2 separate regions of the Sus scrofa genome follow, and region 2 is linked to region 1. Evidence: chromatin contacts called from public promoter capture Hi-C data. All regions are on one chromosome and are shown on one strand. The core of a region is the stretch at or near the end of the contact, and the rest is flanking DNA. Distances in the headings are between cores, read along the strand shown. Region 1 holds the start of QARS (glutamine--tRNA ligase). Region 2 holds the start of TRAIP (E3 ubiquitin-protein ligase TRAIP).

Region 1 (2,700 bases), core at 69-2,568:
CCAGCTCAGTTGGTTAAGGATCCAGCGTTACCATGGGCTGTGGTGTGGGTTGCAGATGCACCTACGATCCCAGGTGGCTGGGATCGTTGTGGCTGTGGCCGTGGCGTAGGCCAGCATCTACAGCTCTGATTCCACCCCTAGCCTGGGAAATTACATATGGCATGGGTGCAGCCCTAAAAAAAAAAAATAAAAACAAAAACACAGGTTGTACATTCAGTTTTAGCCTGATGATTCCCACCCAGCAGGCCCTTAAGGGCCAAAGAGAGACTAGGGAGATCCCCAAGCATATCATCATAACTATTCTACCTTCTCTGTCCCACACTATTGAATAAAATATCCTGTCAAGTACTTGCATATGGATTTTAAGGTCTAATCTGCTTGTGGTTTTCCTATATTTGCATGCTTCGGTAAGAAGAGTAAGTATGGGGGTTCCCATAGTGGCTCAGTGGTTAACGAACCCGACTAGCATTCATGAGGACATGGGCTCAAGCCCTGACCCAGCTCAGCGGGTTAAGGATCTGGCCTTGCTGTGAGCTGTGGTGTAGATTGCAGATGTGGCTCGGATCCCACGTTGCAGTGGCTTTGGCGTACACGCAGATACAGCTCCGATTTGACCCCTAGCCTGGGAACCTCCGTATGCCGCGGGTGCGATCCTAAAACAGACCAAAAAAAAAAAAAAAGTAAGTATGGCAGGAGATTTTAAGCCAAATCATCACAGAAGTCATGCAAGGTCCTTCCTGGCCCCAAACCTTCCCTTTCCTGGTTAGGGGTGTGTGTGTGTGGGTGTGTGTGTGTGTGTGTGCGTGCGCGCGTGCAGGTGGAGCTGGAAAAGTGCCAAGACTTTTGGGGCGCATCCATGTGCCATTTCAGACGTCTGTTCTGGAGTCTTGACCGGATTTCCCGGGCTTCATTTTGTTCAGCTGTTTCCGTGACAACTCCAAAGTGTGACGTCAGAAACACGACCTACATTGACATTTGTTTCCAAAAACAAAACTGGGATGGTCCCAAGTTTTCCGGGGCTGAAGGAGAAAAGATGAAGAGTAAAATTACCATGATTATGTCTGCCTCCTGCCCTGGTGCTGAACACCTTCGCTCCAGGTTTGGAACAAATCACCTCTAAAGTACCGCCGCTCACTATCCCTTTTAGAGACCTGAAGCACGAAGACGGAAGTAAAGCGGCGGGAGAGGCCGCCCTCTGCCCTTTAAATGTCACTGACGATCCTGGAGATCCCCGCCCCTTCCCTCCAAGGAAGGATACCATTGGCTTTCGCTGACGGCATCTCACTCCTATTGGTCAGTGAGCTAACTCCGGGGCAGATTGGCCCCAAAGTTTCTTTTTGGCTTCCGGCGTCCCAGCAATGGCGGCTCTAGACTCCTTGTCGCTCTTCACCGGCCTCGGCCTGAGCGAGCACAAAGCGCGAGAGACGCTCAAGAACACGGCTCTGAGCGCGCAGCTGCGCGAGGCGGCGACCCAGGTGCAAACCTACGTCCTTGGCCCCGGCTGCCGACTGTGCCCCAAGGCAACTCCGGGCCGGGTCCAGACCCCGACCCACCCATCTTGTCTCACTCTTGCTTTTCTTACTGGAAGTGAGGCTTATCTCCTGACCCCTCTGACCCTAGGCACAGCAGACTCTGGGCTCCACCATCGACAAAGCTACCGGGACCCTGCTCTATGGCTTGGCCTCGCGACTGCGGGATCCTCGTCGACTGTCTTTCCTCGTGAGCTACATAGCTAGTAGGAAGATCCATACTGAGACTCAGCTGAGCGGTGAGACCCTTGCCTGTCTTGCTTCCACCTCCAGCTCCTCCTCTCAGCCAAGATCCCTATCTAACCATTCTGACAAGACCCACAGTGTCACTCTAGATTACTAGTTCTGCATTCTTCTCTAAACTTAGGCCCTGGCACTGACGGAGAGGGCCACCTCTGGGTGAGACCCACTGGAGAACTGTGTAGGTCTGAGGGAGTTTCCCTCACAACACATGCTTCTTTCCTGTGGCCTTAGGGCTTCTCTAGTGAAGTGCAAGACTTACTTTTCCAGGAAGTCAAACTAATTGGGGTTTCATGGATAGGATTAGGGCCCTGTCTTCCTACTTCTTGGAGCTGAGATGCCACAAACTCCTTGGCTTTCCTTTTTCAGCTGCCCTTGAGTATGTGCGAAGTCATCCCCTGGACCCAATCAACACCATGGACTTTGAGCAGGAATGTGGTGTGGGCGTCATTGTGACTCCAGAGCAGATTGAGGAGGCTGTGAGTCTTTTCTTAGGTGTCAGCTGCCTCCTTAATTCTAAGGAGTGGCTTTCAGTACTTAATACTGGAAAGGAGTGGCCCTGCTTTACCAACCAGAAAGTCCCAGGGTGAGGGGATCAGTCCCTAGAGCATGTCTGAAGCTCATGGTTTGGCTTTCTGTAGGTGGAGGCTGCCATAAATCATCACCGATCCAAGCTCCTTGTAGAGCGTTACCACTTCAACATGGGGCTGCTGATGGGTGAGCAGGACCTGGGGCAGGGGACTACAGACTATGTTGTTATCACTGGTCATGCCTTCTCTTCTGGGCATGAGTGAGAGGGAGGTGGAAGGGAGAGTCGGAGCATCTTAAAAGAGGTCTGGCTGGGCCCAGGCTCTAGTTTCTGAGGTCAGCCAGGTCCTTTTCTTGAGAAACAGGGTGGGAAGTGTCCTCCTTTTCCTTTCAGCAGCTTCTT
Region 2 (2,700 bases), core at 185-2,684, 660 kb before region 1:
GGGTGGGAGAGTAGATGAGGGGCTTCGCACTGTACATAGAATCACTGGCATGATGCCCTCACTGCCCCCTGCCCCTGCCTCCCAGCACAGGGCATGTCTGGGGGCCACAGGAGAGCAGTCTCATCTCCTGTGTGTATGTGTGTGAGTGGTGGGGAGGCCAGAGGCAGGACCAGCCCCAGCCCCTGCATGGATTCCTTGTGGCTTTTGTCTTTTGCTAGCTTCATCAGTTTCTGTTCCTTGTGGGATGCTGCTCTAGGGATACTCAGGAGGTCCCTGCTCCTGTTCCCTTTTCCTTTTTGCCTCACAGTTCCCCCAGGCAGGCCCTGCAGGTCCCATCCTCTCCCAGGCCCTAAATTGGGTGGCCTTGCCCTGAGAGCTGGTCCTCCAGCGAGGCCCTGTCAGCGGTCTTAGGCTCCTGCACATGAAGGTATGTGCCTGTGGTGTGTGGGCTGCTCTAGGCGTGAAACAGGCTGGTACAGAGAATGCAATAATCTAAAGCAGTATGCTTCAAGACTGGTTGCATGGCTGGGGGCACTGCTTGGTAGCTGAGGGGTTCCTGAAAAGTGAAAAAGAATGAGTAGAAAGGTAGACACTTCCATCTTTGTCCCTGGGAAGTCTCTCCCAAGACCCATGTGCTATTTCCTGCCCTCCTGGGTCCTGCAGTGGTTGCCCTGTACCCTGAGCTTCATGAGTCTGTAAAGGGAAGGAGGAGCAATTAGGATGTGGCAATGAGATCTGGGAGGGCAGAGTGCAGGCTTAGCACCTAGTGTACCAGCCTAGCTGAGTCCTTACCCTGGGGCAGACAAGGAGGGCTGCCCCTGGCTCTTCCCATATGACCCGCCTCAGGCTCAGTCCACAGTCCTCTCCATCCCAGAGGGCCAGCTGCATGGCAGTGTCCCACAGTCTGATTTGGGGGGTTGCCCTTCTTGGGGGCAGATTTTCTGCTCTCTCAGTTCAACAAAATAGAAGGAACCCTCTCTATGTCAGTGACCCACTTCCCCTTTTGTCAAGGCTTAGAGTGAGGCCTAAGTGCCTCTGAGCCCTGCTGAGTTGCTTTTGCTGGAATCAAAGAGTGGAATAAAGCTCCCCAGTTTCCTGACGGAGGCTCCTGGCAAGTGCCCTTTGTCAGACCCCACTATGGCCTGGGCAGGCAGCCACACTGGTCCTGGCCCTCACTTGGCACTCGGGGATAGTCCTGCCCTTCTCCCTGCATGCCTGTGGGTCTGCTCTGGTGTATGAAGGTCGGTGGGCCGTGTACCTGCTGAACCTGGCAAATAAATTTCATTCTGCCAAAGCCTCTGGCCACCCTCTTGCCTTTGCTTCCTCTATATTACTGGGGAGGGGCCCCTGAAAGGCAGTGTGTAGGGGAAGGCTGGGAGTAGGTTCACAGGTAGTGGTCTGTGCTCAGTTCCATATGGATTGCTTGGGCTGAGAGTACAGACCATCCTCACCACAGTGTGTTCCTTGATGGTGGCAGGGGTCCTCTGGACTCTAGAAATCCATGTGGGTGGTGGGTCCTGTGCTGGGATTGTGCCAAGGAATAACCTCTATGCTACTGTTCTGACAAGTCCTATTGAACAAGGAGCCATTATCTTGACTTAGGCATAGACCTGGAACCCACCAAGGGCCATCCACCATAGGGAGAGACCTTGCCCATGGCCAAAGTGGGCTTCCCTGGGTTGGGGAATGGGTGCAGGGTGGCCATTACACAAAGATTCTGTCCTATCCTTTGTGTTGATTATTCCTTCCTGTGAACACCTTTGCTTTCCACGTAGGCCCCAAGGACTTCACTCTGAGTCTACTTCAGGTGGAACAGATCGGCTTTACATTATGGGACTCTGCATAAGGTTTCTTCTGGGGAGAGGGGGATACCACTACTAAAAACAGTTAATCATCAAAACTCCTAGGAATACTTGTTCCAGCCTGGATCAGCCCAGGTGAATTCACCAGGGATGCTGCTCTTACTTAGGATCCCAAAGATAACTTCTCTGATATGGGAATAAGAAAAAGATTTGTTAGCCACTTGTCTATGAAGGATCTGGGCCTCCAAAAGGCAGTACTGAGGCAAAACTGATTCTCCTGAGAGCTAGGAGCTAGTCAGGATACCGGCCCCACCACCTTTAAACTTAGGGATCATCAACCTTGTTTGTATAGAGCCAGGGCGAGCTGGGAGTGTCCTGACCCGTGTCCTTTCGAGGACCACTAAAGAGTCTGAGAGGGCTGAGAGGGCGGAGCATTCTTTTGGTCCGGGAAGTATGGTCTTCTATACGGTTGAGAACTGCCCAGAGCCCAAGGGACCCGCTCTCCATTCGTACCATCGTCCCACCCCCTTATGGCCTCTTCTAAACTCTCGCGAAGTGCAGAGATGGCTGCGCTGAGAGAACAGGGCTAAGGAGACCGTGCCCAGCTCCGGCTTGGGACCGTAACGTCTTGTCTTGCCCCAGAAAGGGGCTCGGCCGGCGGCGTAGCTGCTCCTGGTGCCCATCCAACGCTGTGTTCTGGTACTGGGCGATTCCCGGGAGCCGCGAGGGACTTACCGCTGAGCTTCAGGCCCGCGCTCGGCCCCAGGATTCTTTTCGGCCTGAGAGGCCGTTAAGCCCCGCCCCCGAGGGTTCGTCCAATCCGGGCCCAAACTTCATTTTGCGCCTTGTAGCCACTTCCGGTTCGCTTCCGGAAGTCGCGCTGTGGAGCCAAATTTGA

Evidence for each region. Promoter capture Hi-C pulls out the DNA fragments that hold promoters and counts their contacts.
Region 2: a contact with region 1 is called in a promoter capture Hi-C map of fetal liver, with 2.3 times the contacts expected there. The contact joins the promoter of TRAIP here to the promoter of QARS in region 1. A contact is called at or near these places in 1 of 5 promoter capture datasets (fetal liver) and 1 of 2 datasets of contacts at active chromatin or transcription factors (alveolar macrophages).

The regions. Positions count from the first base shown.
Region 1 is chr13:31,721,818-31,724,517 of Sscrofa11.1, reverse strand. QARS (glutamine--tRNA ligase) reads left to right here and starts at 1,318. Exons shown (of 24, transcript XM_021070652.1): 1 at 1,318-1,475; 2 at 1,621-1,768; 3 at 2,139-2,248; 4 at 2,411-2,486. The coding sequence starts at 1,359.
Region 2 is chr13:32,379,722-32,382,421 of Sscrofa11.1, reverse strand. It overlaps TRAIP (E3 ubiquitin-protein ligase TRAIP), which reads left to right and starts at 1,434. Exons shown (of 31, transcript XR_002337524.1): 1 at 1,434-2,700. It overlaps CAMKV (caM kinase-like vesicle-associated protein), which reads left to right. Exons shown (of 10, transcript XR_002337521.1): 10 at 1-1,294.